Regions from separate parts of the Sus scrofa genome. Here all the other regions are linked to region 1. A link is a contact called in public HiChIP or PLAC-seq and promoter capture Hi-C data. All regions are on one chromosome and are shown on one strand. The core of a region is the stretch at or near the end of the contact, and the rest is flanking DNA. Distances in the headings are between cores, read along the strand shown.

What was found. Promoter capture Hi-C pulls out the DNA fragments that hold promoters and counts their contacts. HiChIP or PLAC-seq counts read pairs in DNA pulled down with a chosen protein or histone mark.
Region 2: a contact with region 1 is called in a promoter capture Hi-C map of fetal skeletal muscle, with 2.8 times the contacts expected there. The contact joins the promoter of BRAP here to the promoter of SH2B3 in region 1. A contact is called at or near these places in 3 of 5 promoter capture datasets (fetal liver, fetal skeletal muscle and liver), 8 of 47 Hi-C or Micro-C datasets (embryonic fibroblasts, epiblast stem cells, liver and 4 more) and 1 of 2 datasets of contacts at active chromatin or transcription factors (alveolar macrophages).
Region 3: an H3K27ac HiChIP or PLAC-seq map of alveolar macrophages shows a contact between it and region 1. The contact joins the promoter of ATXN2 here to the promoter of SH2B3 in region 1. A contact is called at or near these places in 2 of 47 Hi-C or Micro-C datasets (heart right ventricle and skeletal muscle) and 1 of 2 datasets of contacts at active chromatin or transcription factors (alveolar macrophages).

The regions. Positions count from the first base shown.
Region 1 is chr14:32,621,835-32,625,118 of Sscrofa11.1, reverse strand. SH2B3 (SH2B adapter protein 3) reads right to left here and starts at 1,833. Exons shown (of 8, transcript XM_001929523.5): 1 at 1,473-1,833.
Region 2 is chr14:32,840,331-32,843,614 of Sscrofa11.1, reverse strand. It overlaps BRAP (BRCA1-associated protein), which reads left to right and starts at 1,731. Exons shown (of 12, transcript XM_021073840.1): 1 at 1,731-2,051. The coding sequence starts at 1,970. It overlaps ACAD10 (acyl-CoA dehydrogenase family member 10), which reads right to left and starts at 1,752. Exons shown (of 20, transcript XR_002338858.1): 1 at 1,601-1,752.
Region 3 is chr14:32,770,623-32,773,906 of Sscrofa11.1, reverse strand. It overlaps ATXN2 (ataxin-2), which reads left to right and starts at 1,825. Exons shown (of 27, transcript XR_002338543.1): 1 at 1,825-3,083.

The DNA of each region.
Region 1 (3,284 bases), core at 584-3,083:
AAGGATTTTCCCTCCCAGAGGGGGGGTGGTGGGAAAAGGCTCCGAAAAAAACTACATTAAAAACCCTTCCAACTTCCCCAGTGGGCCCTGGCCTCTCATCTGCTGACCCCAGCCTGACCAGGCGGCCTCAGCCTGCTCTCCCCCAACTAGGGCTGGGTCTCCGGCCCCCACTGGCCCAAGTGAGCCTCCAGAGCTGTTTCCATTCTGGCAGCCAGGTCGGTGATGGGAAATCCAGACACAACTCGCACCCACAGCCCTAAAGACCCATGCGTTCACCGCCCTGGCAGGGGCCCGGGAGATGGACTGTAAATGGGGACCCAGGATGGGCTGACTGTCCCAGCTGAGCCTGGCAGCTGGTAGGTGTCAGGGGATGCTCATCTCCCAGGTGAGGGGGTGGCAGTCAGATCTCTGCCCCTCCAGCTCCCAAAGCTGGACCCAGGCCCTTCAGAAATGGCTTTGCCAGGCCCTCTGTTCCAAAACCCCTGCCTGCAGCCCAATTTCACTTCCTCCCACTCAGTTTGGCCTGGCCATTCCCCTCCCTGGAGGCCCCCAGCTGCAGGCAATGACCTCCTCACCTACATCATTGTGGCCCAGGAATAGGGAAGAGAAACAGGAGAATGAGGAAACTAAAGAAAAAAAGTGGACTGGCAGGCAGGGCCCCCTCCCCAGTTCCTCAAATGCAGTCCCTTTTGCCCCAAAAGTCCCAGGAACAGAATGAGGGAAGGGGGAGGATTTCTGCACCAGGCATTATTAGGGGCCTCTGAAATACCCTCCCAGCCCTGCTGACCTATAAGGCCAATGACCTGTGTCCCATTGTTTTTGGTGGGAGGATTCCCCTGGAGCCCCAGGTCCAGGGTGGGAGGGTACCAACCCAGAGACCTGAGCTCTGAGAGCCCTAACCCTTTTGAACCCTCAAATGCAGCAGCATAGGGTTACATGGGCCATTCTACCTCCCGGATGCAGGGAATGGGGAGAGCAAGTCCTGGAATGGGAGGGGAGGGCTACCCTCTTAGCCACATGGGCCTGGCCAGGGAGAGTGGGGAGGGGCCTGAGTCTAACTCCCGAATGACTCTTCCCTTCTCAAGAGTTCAGGTTTACTACTTTCGCTTTCAAGGTACCAAGCAGGTGACCCCTGACCCCTCCTCACCAGGCACAGTTGACTGGCTGAGCTACCTTAAGAGGTGGACTGGGACTGTTAGCCATATCCTCTGGCAGCGCCTCCCGCACGACCTTCACTTATACCCCCATACATCCCCAGCACGTGTGTGGGTGGGGTGTCGGCTGGGAGGGTGTCGCAGGAGCTGGGAATCGGTCACCTCAGAACACTCTCATCTGAGTTAGCTGCAGGACAATATTTAGGTTGCTGTGGGAGTGCGCAGACACTGTGTAGAACGGGACCCGGGCCCTCCTCTTCCCCCCATTAAAGCTCTCCCAGACCCAGAGGAAGGCAGCGCTGGGAAAGACAGGCTTACCTGAGAGAGAGGGGGTCCGGGCCCGGCCGGCCCATGGCGTCGCGCGCCCCTGGGCCCCCGAAATCCCGAGGGGGCAGGCGGGCCCCAGCCCCGGGCGCCTTCTCTCCCGCGCGCCGGCTCCTGGCTCGCGGCTCGCTCGAGCGGGGCTCAGGCAGGAAACCCAGGCTCGGAAAATGGCCAGCGCCTCATCATTTCCGCCGCCAGCGCTTGACAGTTGCGGGAGGATGCGCCTCCCGGCCGCCACCGGGGAAACTTTGCTGCCGCCGCCGTCGCCACGGCGAGCCGCGACAGTCCGGGCGGGCGGCCGGGCGGAGGCAGTGGCCCGAGCCCATGCCGCCCCGCGCCGTTATGTAAAGAGGAACCGGCTGTGAGAGCAGAGCCCGGCGGGGGAGGGCGGCCACGGCAGGGGCGGGGCCATGGCAGGGCCGGGCCACACGAGGCCCCGCCCCAGTCTGCCCGCGAGCCGGACCGCTAGAGGGGAGCAGGCCCCCGGGGGGCGGGGCCTGCTCTTACCCCGCCCATCATCCCTGCTCCGCGGTTGACCAGGTCCTGGGGTCTCAAACGCGAATCCGGAGAGAGGGCGTGGCCTTTGTCACGCCCATAGCTCGCCCACCCGATTTTGCATCGCGCAGCCTAAAGAAGGGAACGAAAGGCAGGAGAGGCGGGACAACCTTGGGCCCACCCACCTAGCTCCAGCGACCACCGGGTGCCTCCGCTCTGCGGGGGCGGGGCCAGATGAAGGAAAGGCGGAGTCTAAGGGCGGGGCCGGGCCGAAGCGCCAGACTTACGGGGGGCGCGACCCTGCCGACTCCCTCCTGCAGGGCCTTATCTGCAAGCGCCGGGCCGGTCAGTGCAATAGCGACCGCAGCTTTCATCATCACCCGGGGAAGGATCCCAACCCCGCCCGGCCCAGACTATTGACTCTACTGAGCCGACCCCCATAGCGCCCCCAGTTGGGTTCTGTCCCCACCCTCAGCTTTTCTCTTGTCTCAGCCCTTGCCTCTATAGACTGGCCTCTATGCCCTCATCTGTCCCCTAACTCCAGGAGCGCATCATTCACCAGGAAGCCCTCCTAGACCGCTTGCTCCCATGCCCTCTGGGCCTCCTCCTCTGGTCTCCTCCGGGCTACTTTCATTTTATCTATGAGCCTTATGTGGGGTGAGGTTCACAGTGGGGTCCCCAATTAGCCTGAGGTGGAGCATACACACAGCCAGCCCTTCCCCCAGCTCATGAGAGGGAGGAGAGAGAGGAATGTCTGCTCTTCTCTCCCTCCCACAACAGGAAACAAGTTGCTCACACCCCCAGCTTGCGGGGGGCCACATCACCCCTTTCCAGACAGCATACTCTTCCATTCCACTGCCTCCCCCTCTTTCTGGCCTTGGGCAAATGACTTGACTTCTCCATACCTCCATTTCCGCATCTGTGAAATGGAAATAACACCTTTTCACAGGGTTGTGAGGATTAAATGAGTTAATGCATTAAAGAGCGGTTAGCAAAGGGCTCTGCCCAAGGGAAAACACTGCTGCTTGAGTGTTTGTTAAACAATCAGGCCTGAGTCCTGCCATTGGAGCTACAGGAAGGGATTCCCCCAGAAGGTGGGGATTTCCAGATTTCACCCAGATAGCGGAAGGGGGCCCGTCTGCTGTAGGTTCCTTGGAGTTCAATAACCTTGAAGAAACTGGCCACAATCACGTGCTTTCCACAAATATGTATTCAATACCTACTGTGTGTCAGGCATTGTTCTAGGTGCTGGGGACACAGCAGTGAACAAGACAAGACAAATATCCCCACACTTGGGGGCATCCCTTGTCC
Region 2 (3,284 bases), core at 482-2,981, 220 kb before region 1:
CGAATCCGACTAGGAACCATGAGGTTGCAGGTTCGGTCCCTGCCCTTGCTCAGTGGGTTAATGATCCGGCGTTGCCGTGAGCTGTGGTGTAGGTTGCAGACGCGGCTCGGATCCCACGTTGCTGTGGCTCTGGCGTAGGCCGGTGGCTACAGCTCCGATTTGACCCCTAGCCTGGGAACCTCCATATGCCCCGGGAGCGGCCCAAAGAAATAGCAAAAAGACAAAAATAAATAAATAAATAAATAAATAAATGGTTTAGTAGAGGTTGAGTGTTGGCTCTAAACTCAGACTGCATGGGTTCAAAGTCTAGTTCTGACAAGTGCTGAGTGTGAGTTCCTGAGCAAATTATTCTCCAGGCCTCAGGTTCCTCCTCCCTAAAATGGGAATAATTATAGTTCCTGAATCATGAAACTGTTGCTACTATTACATAAAATAAAGCATGTAAAGCACTCAAGTTAGTTCCTGGTACACCATTAAATGTTTTCTATTATTACAATATACTACAAAAAAGTTCACATGACGTCTCATGTGTTATATACACATAATATGTGCATATGGCATATGGAGTTTCACATAAATCAGTGATTGACAATGGGGCAATTTTGGCCCCAAGGGGACATTTGGGAGTATCTAGAGATATTTTTGGTTGTCACCACTTGGGAGGTGCTACTGGTATCTAGTGGATTAGGCCAGGGATGCTGCTAAATATCTTACAAAGCTCAGGATGTACACTCCCTCCAAAGAATTATCAGAGCCCAAAATGTTAATAGTGCATAAGGTGAGAAACCCTCATATAAAGAGTGTAATGAAACTATTTCATAGGATGCAGTAATATCAAGCTATAAATATCACTTGGTCCTGTTATATGCATTGACAGTCCACACACTCACACGTGTCCACGATGTGCTATGACACATCTTACATGTCCCAATAGCATATGCCTATAACAGCATCCTAGCACACATACACGGTATATGGATTGATTGTGGCTTTCCATGTCTACATGCTAAAGGGAGTCTGAGGTACTGGAAAGGATGCTGACTCATAAAAACTGATGTAAATAGAGCTGCAGGCTCTACTCCTTTCACTCTCACAGCTATATAAGATTATTCCAATTTTACGCAAAACCTAACTCAAGTTCACAAAACTGGTGACCAAAATCTACTGCATAAGAACAGGAACTGGGTGTTTACCTTATTCACCAATGCATCCCCACCACCCCAACCTAGGCTCTCAGTAACCACTTGTGAAGTGGGACCCAGATGTATCTCTAGTACTGGGCTCTTAACCAGCCCACCACCCTACTTTAACAGAATCAGAACCACTGCCATCGAGTTCCGACTCCCCGTGAGCCCTCAGAGAAGTGGCTTCACTTCTCTGAGCCTCAGCGCACCTATCTGTAAAGTGTCACTGACACAAAGCAACTCAGCCTAAAGCTAGGGCGAGAGGTCAAACACTGTAAAAAGAAGCAAGAGCTCTCAGCAAGGCGCGGGTTCCTCAGACTATTCTGAGAACTTGAGGGGAACCAGAGAGACCTTTTGCCGTCAATTGAGCGGGGCTGAAAGCAAGGCCTCTCGGGCCTGGGCGCAAACCCACCGACCTGCCTAACGAGGACCGGTGATCCTCCAGACGGGCCTCTTCCACGACCTCTACGAGATCCCGTCGAGAAGGGCCCAGGTTTACCACCGCGAGGCTCACGCCAGTCACGTGTAGGCCACTTCACCCAATCAGAGCGCGCTGTGGTACGCGCATGCCTAACCTCAAGGGGTCAGCGACGGCAGCCGGGAGGCGGAAGTGAAGGTTGTTGTTGCTCCGGGGGTTGCCCACGGAGCTGCTGGTGCTGCTGCTGAGGTGGCGGCAGAGGCTCTGAGCCGTGGCGGCGCTTCCCGCACCCGGCCGCTCGGCCTCTCGGCTCATCTCCCAGCCTCGCCTGAGCCCGCCGGGGCCCGCGCCGGCCAGCGCCTGCCCTATGAGTGTGTCACTGGTTGTCATTCGCCTGGAGCTCGCAGAACACTCGCCGGTCCCCGCCGGCTTCAGCTTCAGCGCCGCGGGTGAGTTCGCAGCCTCGCCGTCTCCCCCGCAGCCCTCGCCGGGCCCTCGGGGGTCGCTCTCTCAGAGTCTGGGTCCGGGGAAGGGCCGCGGAAAAGGTTTTCGTTCCAGCAGGAAGCCGAGAAGCGGTTGGCATCCCCCTCGTTCCATCCGCCCTCAGGAGGTCTTCCCAGAAGTCATCTCCCAGAAGCCTTACCCGGTCCCTCCTTCCTTGTGCCTCCCCACCGGGCCTCTGTTTGTATTTGGCGCTTCTCTCTCCGCCCTGGGTTAGAGCCAAGTCGTGTGAGTGGATTTCTTCTAGGCTTTGTGAAGCAAGGATTGGGTACCCAGCGACACTGAAGGCCGCTAATTTAGTTAAATCGTTCTGCTTTAGAAAAATACCCATTGAGGCTCTTTGTAGCAATAGTAATAATTACAACCAAAATGTATACATTTTCTAATCTCAGCACTATGCTAAACACGTCGTGTGTACTGTTGTTTTTTTTGTTTTTTTTTTCCAATTATCTTCGTAAAATCCTATCGGTTAGATGAGTATATGACCCTTTTACAGACTGGAAAACTGAAGCCCAGGGACTGAGAGTCTTGCCTGCAATCATGTGTAAGTGGCAAAACTGGTATTCTTACTCAGCTGGGCTTGACAGTCTCAGCTCTTCATTACCAGCCATACGTCCTCTTCAGTGGAGCATGCAAGTATGACCCCTTTGAGACTCCAACAATTACCCGACAACAGCAACATTCATTCAAGAAATACTTTTTGAATCCTCACTGTCACTTGGAGCTTTTTTTTTTTTTTTGATCTTTTTCTAGGGCCGAAACTGCGGCATATGGAGATTCCCAGGCTAGGGGTCGAATCAGAGCTGTAGCCACTGGCCTACGCCAGGACCACAGCAGTGGGGGATCCAAGCCGCGTCTGCGACCTACACCACAGCTCAGGGCAACGCTGGATCCTTAACCCACTGAGCAAGGCCAGGGATCGAACCCGCAATCTCCTGGTTTCTAGTTGGATTCGTTAACCACTGAGCCACGGCAGGAACTCCTCTTGGAGCTTTAATGTGTTCAGAAAGACGTGGTCCTTGCTTTAAGGCACTAGCAGTTCAGTACAGTTCATAGAGACGGATGAATTAAATAGAGAATAAATGTAGAATTACAGCTGTGGCAACTGTGGTGAAGGAAAGGAAGAGTTTGGTAAACTATTACAAGAGGATCTCTTTGGTCTAGGGAAGGGGACTGGGGCT
Region 3 (3,284 bases), core at 576-3,075, 150 kb before region 1:
CTATGCCAGAGCCACAGCAACGTGGGATCTGAGCTGCTTCTGCGACCTACACCACAGCTCATGGCAATGCTGGATCCTTAACCACTGAACGAGGCCAGGGATGGAACCCACAACCTCACGGTTCCTAGTCAGTTTCCTTAACCACTGCACTACAATGGGAACTTCCTGATTTGACTCTTAGTCTGGGAACTTCCGTATAACATAGGAGTGGCCTGAAAAAGTTGAAAAAAAAGATTCCATCTGTGGTTGGTTGAATCCAAGGATGCACAGATTCCATCGATATGGAGGGCCAACTGTATATCCACACAATGGACTACTACTCAGTAATAACAAGGAATGAAACACAGATCCATGCTATGACATAGATAAACCTCAAAAACATTATGCAAAGTGAAAGAAGGCAAAGAACACATTGTAAAATTCCATTTATATGAAATGTAAACAATCGATAAATCCACTGAAACAGAAAGCAGATTGAGTGGCTGTTGGGGCTGAGGATGGCAACCAGGAATAACTGCAAATGGATATAAAGGATCTTTTTAGGGTGATAGAAATGTTCTGAAATTAGTGATGGTTGCACAACCCTGTAAATTTACTGAGGCTCATTGAATCGTATACAAAATGGGTGAATTTCATCTCAACTAAACTGTTAAAATATATTCTTTTTTTTTTTTTTTTTTGCTTTTTAGGGTCACACCGAGGCATATGGAGGTTCCCAGGATAGGGGTACAATTGGAGCTATAGAAGCCGGCATACGCCACAACAACGGCAACTGACCTACACCACAGCTTACAGCAATGCTGGATCCTTAACCCACTGGGGGAGGCCAGGGATCGAACTTGCAACCTCATGGTTCCTAGTTGGATTTGTTTCCAATGTACCACGACAGGAACTCCCTAAGATATATTTTCAGTAATAACAGGTGAAAATGAGCTTTCTCACTGCAAATGAAATCAAGTTCAGCTATGTCAGCTTCAGGCCTTCTTAGTCCATTTACTTTTTTTTCTCTCATCTCTCTGGAATTTGGTCCTAACATTGAATTCTGGGAACTTGGTCCCAGATATGGGTGTCAAATCATTAAGCCGGAGAAAGTTGATTGTATTTCTATTATGGTCCTTCTATTTTTTTTTTCCCCCTCATCTGGTTTTTAGTCTTAGTTTTCTTTGGGTTAATTTTTAAAGGGTTGTGCAACTGTTGGCTTAAAAGAATGCTACTCTTTCCCCCCCTCAAACTCCTTTTAACCTCAGATGGAAGATAAATCTGATATCCCACTTTTCAAGTGTTTGCAGAATATAGTAATCATTTTTGCCCAGACTATGTAGGAGACTAATTTCAATTTGGCTACTGGAGGCTCATGGCTTAATCATTTTCCAAGTTTTTCTACGTCTTTGCCTTTATCTGAAAATTTTGGGAGATTGAGGTAAATTTTGTTATTCCCTTTAGTAATTTCGCTTAAAAAAAAAAAAAACCTAGATTCTTCACACAAAAAGAGCAAAATTATCTACTTGCTTCTAGTTTAACGTCAATACATTAAAAACAAAAAGCAAAACCAAAAAACCACGCACTATGCTGGCCACTAAGCTAAGTTAAAGTAAAACTTCTAAAGGGGCGAAGGTTTAAAGTTTGCATATTCTTGTGAGGCCCGTACTGTCTCCACTCAAAGAGACCCCATTATCCATAGGTCTACCAATCACATTTCCTTTTGAGTCTCATGAATGAGAAAAAAGTTCAAGTGAGAGCAAATGGCTTCAGATGAAGATCAGATACCCCAAAGAGTTTTATGGTTGCAGTGTTGCTGGGGTTGAAAAAGTGGGGAAAGGCTAACCAGATGTACGTGGCCGCGGGAAGTCGATCCAGGGTTCCAATTCTGATGGTCTAGGCAAGGAAAGACAGGAGAGCCTGTCTTTGACACCCAGCTGTCACAGCGAAAACCTACTGTGTGCCAGGTGCCGGAGATACAAAAAAACCATGGGATGCTTGTGTTCTAGGTGCTTTATATGTAGCAAGACACAGTCTCCGTCCTGAAGACACTCGCAGGTCACTCGAGGTTGCATCAGGTGGGGGCAAACACGCATTCTCCCAACAGTCTGAGAATGCAGAACACTTCGGAGATTAGGCCGGCCCTGCAGGGGAAGACAGACACGCCCTCTCCGAAGGGCAGACCCGCCTCGAGAAGGGCGGACCCGGGCAGGGCCGGCAGCCGGGCCCTCGCCCGACCCCCGCGAAAGCGGCCCAGCGCAGCGCCCGCTCCTCACGTGTCCCTCCCGGCCCCGGGGCCGCCTCACGTTCTGCTTCCGTCCGACCCTTCCGACTTCCGGTAAAGAGTCCCCATCCCGCACCTCCGCGCCCACCCGGCATCGCCACGCGGCACCTCTGTGTGCCCGGCCCCCGATGCGCTCGGCGGCCGCAGCTCCTCGGGGCCCCGCAGCGGCCATCGAGCCTCGTCGCTTCGCCGCGGCCAGGTGGCCCGGGAGGCGCTCGCTCCCGCGGCCGGCGCGGCGGGGCGGGCGGGGCGGCAGCGGCGGGGCTCCAAGACCGTATCCCTCCGCCGCCCCTCCCCCGCCCGGCCCCGGCCCCCCTCCCTCCGGGCAGCGCTCACCTCCCTCCGCCTCAGACTGTTTTGGTAGCAACGGCAACGGCGGCGGCGCGGCCCGGCCCGGCTCCCGGCGGCTCCTCGGTTTCGGCGGGCCTCCCCGCCCCTTCGTCGTCCTCCTTCTCCCCCTCGCTCGCCCGGGCGCCCCCCCGGCCGCGCCAACCAGCGCCTCCTCGCTCGGCGCCCGCGCGTCCCCGCCGCGCTCCGGCGTCTCCTCGGCGCGCCCGGCTCCCGGCTGTCCCCGCCCGGCGTGCGGGCCGGTGTATGGGCCCCTCACCATGTCGCTGAAGCCCCAGCAGCAACAACAGCAGCAGCAGCAGCCCACGGCCGCCAATGCCCGCAAGCCTGGCGGCAGCGGCGGCCTTCTCACGTCGCCTGCAGCCGCGCCGTCGCCGACCTCGTCCTCAGTCTCGTCGTCCTCAGCCGCGGCTTCCTCCTCCTCTACGGTGGCGGCGGCTAGCGCAGGCGGCGGGCGGCCGGGCCTGGGCAGGTGGGTGTCGCGCCCCAGTCCCCTCCGCTTAGGGCCTGGACCAGCCTGGGCCTCGCGTCCCCTCCCCCGCGGCTCTCACCGCCGTCCCCGCCCCGTGACCGGCCGGGCTTGAGGGGGGCGGGGTGGGCTGGGGGCCCGCAGTGGGGGTGGGGCTCCTGTCTAGATCCTGGAGGGTTGGGTGGGGGGGCGCCGGGGAGACCC